Linked DNA regions of Ovis aries: region 2 is linked to region 1. Evidence: chromatin contacts called from public Hi-C data. All regions are on one chromosome and are shown on one strand. The core of a region is the stretch at or near the end of the contact, and the rest is flanking DNA. Distances in the headings are between cores, read along the strand shown.

Evidence for each region. A called contact is a pair of places that touch in the nucleus more often than the background predicts.
Region 2: a Hi-C map of tail adipose tissue shows a contact between it and region 1, with 2.8 times the contacts expected there. The contact joins the promoter of ZFP36L1 here to the enhancer-like site in region 1. A contact is called at or near these places in 2 of 16 Hi-C or Micro-C datasets (blood and tail adipose tissue).

What each region holds. Positions count from the first base shown.
Region 1 is chr7:78,579,490-78,582,868 of ARS-UI_Ramb_v3.0, reverse strand. No RefSeq gene overlaps it. Among named protein-coding and RNA genes, the nearest start is that of ZFP36L1, 120 kb to the left of the region's middle. Within about 2 kb of position 1,803, at least 17 of the 54 cell types and tissues checked have an H3K27ac peak or open chromatin away from gene starts, as enhancers often do. A contact at or near this core is called in tail adipose tissue, where this site is marked.
Region 2 is chr7:78,700,948-78,704,458 of ARS-UI_Ramb_v3.0, reverse strand. ZFP36L1 (ZFP36 ring finger protein like 1) reads left to right here and starts at 1,296. Exons shown (of 2, transcript XM_015097137.4): 1 at 1,296-1,490. The coding sequence starts at 1,434.

The DNA.
Region 1 (3,379 bases), core at 554-3,053:
CCCTGTGCTTGGACTGACCATCCTTTGTGTCCTGGTCCTGAGAACCCAGGGACCAAGGGCGTTGACACAGAGGTCCAGAGACTGAGCCAGGCTTTAGAACACCTTGGTTTGCCATGCCTACTTTTGCCCCACCAGGAGCCTTGCCTCCAGGGGTTTTGAAAAACCAGTCCAGGAAAATTCCTGAGATGGTAGGCAGCTCTGGTCCTTCCCCAGCCCCTGTTCTGCAGACTTCCCTAGTCAGAGTCCTGCCACACAAATTCTTGTTGTTCATTCTGTGGCCCACATAGCCTACAGCACATTGGAGGCTGGAGACAAGGGTGGTTTCGCTGAGGCCATCAGAAAAGCTTCTGTAGCTTGCTTGGCCACTGGCTGGGCCCATGGCACGCTCGTGAAACTGGTGTGGGTCACCACAAGTTCTCTGTGGGACACTTAGCTCACCCCTTTAGTCTATCAAAGGCCTGCTTCAATGTCCCTGTCCTTTTCCTGTTCATTTTCCGTCTCCCACCTGGGGCTGTCCTCTTCCTCCCCTCTCGTATCGTCCTTCTTCTTTCTAAGCTCTCAGCACTGCATAACCGCCTGGACTCGGAGACCTGGAACATCTCACAGACCCAGCTCTTTTCAAGCCGGCTCCATCGTTGTGGAGAACCTAAAGGCTTTTTCTTTTAAAGATAAGTTGGGGAGAGGGTTAGAGGAGTGCTGAGAAGTTACGCCTGTTTCTTCTTTCTTTTCCTTTCCCCCTCTGGGGCTGAGAGACCAGATTTTTTTTTCTTTTTTTTTTTACAGTACATTTTGGCAGGCCCCATTTTTTTTTCTGACAGAAAAAAAATAACAGGCATATTTTGGGCGATTACTCAACTGGGGTCCTTTGTGACAGGATATGCAGCTGCGTGACTAATGGAGCTGGCTTTCTCCTGGTTTCCTTCCCCTTTCAGAGCTCTTGTTTACTACCCTATACAGGAAAAAAAAAGCCATAAGTTACAGATTTTTATAAAAAAAAAAAAATGCCTTGTGAGATACTCAAAGGCAATAAATCCTCTGGATAGTCCATTTCCAGGGCTGCAAACTCCCCACCCTCTCCCACTTTTTCTTTTCAAATGTTCAAGCTCTTGACTCACGACATGTGAATCTTCTCCCACCCCCACATCCCCGCTTTCTTCTGAACATATGTCCAGCAGATCGGCTGTGTGAATGTGTATGTGTGAGTGAGTGTGAGTGTGTGTGTGTGTGTGTGTGTGCAAGATGGAAACCATATTTTTACTGCTTAACTCAGCAATTGCTAAAGGAAAAAATAATGACTTCCAGGGGCTCAGGACATTTTTTTCCCAAGGCCTTTGTGTTTCCATAATCTATGACAATTTTGTGGTGTAAGCAAAAGTTATTAGGAAACATGGAACGAGCTTAATGGGGAAGGGTATGTTCTTCATGGGGAGGGACAGTCTCTTTGTAGAGGAAATCCAGATTTGGCTGGCTTTGGATTTCAGAATTCTTGGACTTCCCGTTGAAGTTTTGGAAGAAACTCTCTAACTTATAGTGTTTGACAACTGGAACTAGCCATTCAGTTCAATTGGCTTTTTATTTTGAAATGTGTCTGGCCTACGGAGGGAAAAGCTGACTAGCATGTTGGGTTTGGTAGAGACAGCTTGGTGTAGATGAGGTGCTAGAATTGTTGCGATCAAGACTAAGTGTGATCTGGGGCAAGTCACTTAATGTAAGTCTCAGTGGCTTCTGTGTTAAAGTTAGGAATAGAGTCCCCTCTCCTCCAGGTTGCTGGTGAAAAGAGTAAGATGGCAGAATTCCAAGGCATGGGGAGAACTGGACAGAAGTACACAGTGATCACTCCTAATTCTTCTCCTTCCAAAGGGCTGAGTCAGGCTCTCAATAAAGGGAAGATTCTCATTCTCTGAGAATTACAGTGCCAGGTGAGGAACAGTAGAGAGGTTATTTACAGAGGGGCCCAGGTCACAGGTGGGGCTCCCCAGGTGGCTCAGTGGGAAAAGAATCTACTTGCCAATGCAGGAGATGTAGGAGAAGGGGGTTTGATCCCCTGGTTGGGAAGATCTCTTGGAGTAGGAAATGGCAACATGCTCCAATATTCTTGCCTGGGAAATTCCATGGACAGAGGAGCCTGACAGGGGGTCACGTGGGGTCACAAAGAGTCAGACCCCATGAGTGACTGAGCCTGCACACATCAGGTCACAGGTATTCCAGAGGTATTTCCAGGATGGTATTGCTTTCAAGTTTGCCCACTCCATGGTCATCTTCCACGCAGTTAGAATTATTAATATAACTTTGATCACATTCCATTTCTACTCAGGAAACTATCTCAAATCCAAACAAAAGGCACTACTAGCCCCGTCTTGGCTGCTTTTTCTTTGGTAGTTAACTCACCCTTTGCACAGACTCTGTCCTGGTGAAGTGAATATGGACCCAGGTTCCTATAACCCCTGGTCCAATATTTTCTCCAGACGTTGTCTGAAGGCTCACTTCCTCCTTTACTTTCTACTGCTTTTCGTGTTCCTCTCTGTTAGACCTTGCTCACTTGTCATTTCTTAAAAGATTTTATCTAAAACTTGGCTCCTTCTAAATTCTCCATAGATTAAGAACCCCTCGAGTAGATGCTCCACACCCTTTGGAAACGTTTTTCACTTCCCAGGGCTCAAGTCTAACAACCTCAGCTAAGGCAGTTGACTTGATTTCACCAGAGGATAAACTGAGGCACCAGCCAGGGCACTAACTGGCCAGGGATGTCACAGCAAATTCTTGAGACAAGAATAGAAACTCCACATCCTGATTTCAGTTTGCCTGGAGTTTAAAGAGGCACCTTAGCTTGGATATCCCAGAATAGTTTCTCCCAGGCTGACCAGCTGTGAAGTGATGTGTTGCAAGGGTTATTTTTTGCCTTGGCTTAACTCTTAAAAAAACACCCCAGACTCCTAAAACCAACCTAAGAAAATCCATTTCTCACAATGTCATCCGCTTGCCAAGTTTAAACCTGGTATATTACATCATGAACGACTTTGGGCCTCATTCTCAGCTTACAGTGATGCTCAGGTATCTGAAGTAAGTTCAGAAATCACAGTTTATTGAAGGAAACAGATTATTAAGTCACTTCATTGGACTGAAGCGGTGGGCATTGCTTGTTTGGAGAAGCTGAGCGCTGAGTGATGTTCTCTTAATTCCTGTGGACCTGGGCTAGCTGGAGCTATTTAATGAAGGGTGTGGCCATCAGATGTCATGAAGCCCATAGAGGCTAACAGGAAGGAGGGAAGGGACAATGATGTACTGGAGCTGGCTTACAGTGACTGATTGTTAAATTTTCAGGAGTTTCGTGAGCTGCTTGTTCAACACAGCCATTACAGTAAATGAAATTTCATAAGCT
Region 2 (3,511 bases), core at 47-2,546, 120 kb before region 1:
CCCCATCCCGCCAAAACAGCGCAGTGTGACAAGCCATATGTTCCATTCCCGTGAGGGCGGGGGAGAAGCAACAGTAAGTGTCGCCTCCCCCCATCTTTGTATCTTCATTCTTACCAAAGTAACTTTTTTTTTTTTTTTTTTGGTTCCAGCGTCTGTGGTGTGTATACGTGTTGCTTAGGGAGTTTCGGGCGCAGCCTGTGGTTCAGAGCGCGGGGCAAGTTGTGCGTTGCTGGGTGATTTTTTTTCGGGGGTGGGCAGAAGGGCGTTCGTGAGGATTCAGGTTTGTTTTAGAAAACTATTTAAAGATTACTGCGTGCAATAAATACCACTCCCAGGCCTGTGAAAACAAACAGCCCGGGCGGGGGTCTTTTTCGTGGAGCATCCCCACCACCCCGCCCCCCCGGCCCCCCGCCCCCCCGCCCCGGCCCAGACTTGGAGGGTGTCCGCTGCACAGCGAACGCCAGTGTAGACGCGAGCGGCGCGCGAAATCGCTTGGTGCTCGCCGTCGCCAGGCCCGGTCCTCCAGGGTGTGTGTGTGTGTGTGTTTTGGGGGGGAACCTCCTTAATCCTTGTCCCTCACCCCACCCCTGAATAAACAAAACCCTAGACGTGAACGCTCTGTGCTCCCCGTATTTCCAGTTTCCTCTCCCCGTGGGATTTGCGGAGGGGAACCAAGGGCTGAAAAGATCCCGGGGAAAGAGCGAAGTTGTGCGGGAACTTAGAGAAGTTTCAAGGGAGATCGGCACAAGATGGAAACCGGGCGCTTAGGACGGGCTTCTGCTCCCGCTAGCAAAAAGAGAAAGTCGAGCCCGCCTTCCAGCCCTACCAAAAAAAAGAAAAGAAAAATAACAACACAACAACAAGAACCCCGAAGAGTGTGGAATGAGTGATGTCACAGAGCAGCGCTCGCAGGCTGACAAAAGGGGGGCGCCCCTTCCCCACCCCCCGCGCCGCGCGCGGCCCCAGAAAGGGGCGCCGGCAGCCCGAGGTAGACAGGCGAGCGGACTCGAAAGTTTTCCTCTTTAAGAAAAAAAAAAAGTTGTGCGCGGCTCGCAGTGGGTTTTTTTTTTCCCCCCTCTTCGCCTTCTTTCCTCGTCTCCCCTCCCCCCTCTTCCTTTTGAAAGTTTCTTTTTTTTTTTTTTTCCCCCGAGTTTGACCGCATGGCTGATTCAACTTCAGTGTCAATCAACTTTTTTTTCTTCTCTTCCTCATTTAAATAAGTTTAAAGCTCCTCCTCCCCCTCCGGCCCACCAAATCTGAAACTTATATAAATTGGGCTTCGCGCGCCGCAGCTCGGGAGAGTCGGAAAGGCGAGGGGCGCCGGGAGCAGGCGTGTGGGACTCCTGACCGGAGAGCCGGAGGCTGCGCCTTCCCCGCACCGGGACCTTCGCGACACACCAGACCCTCGTCCCTGCCCCGCGCGAGCGCCCAAGATGACCACCACCCTCGTGTCTGCCACCATCTTCGACTTGAGCGAAGTTTTATGCAAGGTAAAGTGGGGCGCACCGCTTGCTTTTCAAAGTCTTTTTTCTTTTGTCCTCAAAAAGAATCTCCAAAAGTTTAGGTCTGGACGGGCAGGGGTGGGGGAGAGAAAGAGGCGAGATGGTGGTTTTTTCCGCCTCATTTTTCTCCCCAGTTTGAAGGAATTTGGCTTTCTCCTCCCCACCCTTTGCGTTTCGACTGTTCTGGCGGGGATTACCTGGGAATCCAGAGACCAGAGTTTTAGGGGCGCAGTGTGCGTGGGGGCTTCCCTGGGCAATGTTTGGGATTGGGGCAATTTTTCGGTAATTCTTTTCGTCCGTGACGTGCCACTCTTGAGCCCGGCTTCGCTTGTCCGCTGCGTTTCGGGTGTCGCCGCTCCCGGGAGGGAGTTCGAGTCTCTCCAGCCACTTTGCCGGACTGCAGGTCGGGAGGTGCGGGTCCCTCGGGAAGGAGAATCTCGGGATGATGTTTTGCTGGGTGATTTCCCCCTCTGTTCTGGAGAGGCTGGGGATCTGCGAGAAAAAGGCCAAGAGTTGTGATTCAAAGCATGTTGTCAAACGAGTTTGCATTGGGACTTCAGTTCGCCCCAGCTCGACAGGCTTCCTCTTGTGATAGCCGATCGTGCTGCAGACTTTGGGGGTGAAAGTGGCGCTCGGGTTCACCCGCTTCCCTCTTTTCTGAGAAAATGAGATTCGTGGATATGGACGGGATTGGGGGGGGGCGGTGGGGGAGACACGACGACAAAATGCCCGTCTGAGCTCTAGGGTCTTGGCGAGGAAGGATTTAATGAGGGCCTCCTTAAGTCGTATGGCTTGCCAGCCGGTGTGGAAAAAGGCGAGTTTTAAATCCGAAATATTTATTCCAGAAGTGCAGTTTAAGGGTATATAACAGAAGCCTGTGGATGTTAGATTTTTTTTTTTCGCCCCCTCTCCCCGGTTTGAAAGAGAGAAGCTGCTTGGCTGCTTTTAATTGCTAAAGTGTTTTGCCTTCTTTTAAACACGTCGAGTCATGTTGCTGTCTTTTCCTAGCTTGCTTCTCCAGTCGGTGCAGCTGCCAGGGCCCCAGGGCTGCAGAGTTGGGGTGCAGGGACACCCTGGAGCTGAAGAGCAACATCAAAAAGTTTGAATTTCAGTTTCCTTCCCTCCCTGTGCTTTTCCAAACTTCAGTTGCCCTGGCGGCTGCCTGAGCTAGCCGGCACTTCTTCCTTCTTTTCGCGGCTCTCTAGCTCTTTGATCTATTTCTCTTTCTCTTGCTCCCTCCCCCCTCAGGACTTTTTAAATGAACCTCATTGTTGGGAACTGGCTCTCCACTTGGTTCCTGTAATCCGCTCCAGGGGGTGGTTGCTGTTACAGATTCCCGATCCCCCGCAGCTGATCCTAAGGGGCCAACTTTAGAATTTGCACAATGACACCCACATGGGCCTGGAAGCCAACTCCCAGGTCCCCTGCTCACACCCTTTCCAAATCTTGAGTACAGGTTGGGCAGGTGAATTGAGTCCCATTGGAACAGAGACCTGCCTGTGGTGCCTCTGCCCCCCGCCCCACCTCCCCCACGTCCATTATTGACTGGGAGGAGGCTGGGGGGATTTGGTGCTTTCCTTTTCCTTCCCACCTGCAGCTTTGCGTTAAAGATTAAACACTGGCGCTCTTATCCAAGCCTGCTCTTGCAGCCAGGAGACTAACTGCAAAGGCATCCTCTCAGCGGAGGGGGTGGGGTGCGCAGTGAATGGTGGGAGAGATCATTGTAGAAGGCTCCCCTTCTGGGATCATGGGAGTTTTGTATTCAGGGATCACATCCCTCTCCCCGTAGCCGCCCCCCCCCCCACCCCCATCAGGGATTTCTCCTCTAGCCCCTCCCTCTCCCCTCTCAGCAGCAAGGTAAAGTGAAGGCAGTCTGGAAACCTGTTGCCAAAGCAATAGATGCTTCTGAAGGAGGAAGTTGAGAGTCTTCGGCCAGGCTGTGTGTTTGTGTGTGGGGGGCGGAGGTAGTCAGTTAAGCAGGGACTGATTGAAAGGAGACCTAGCCCATA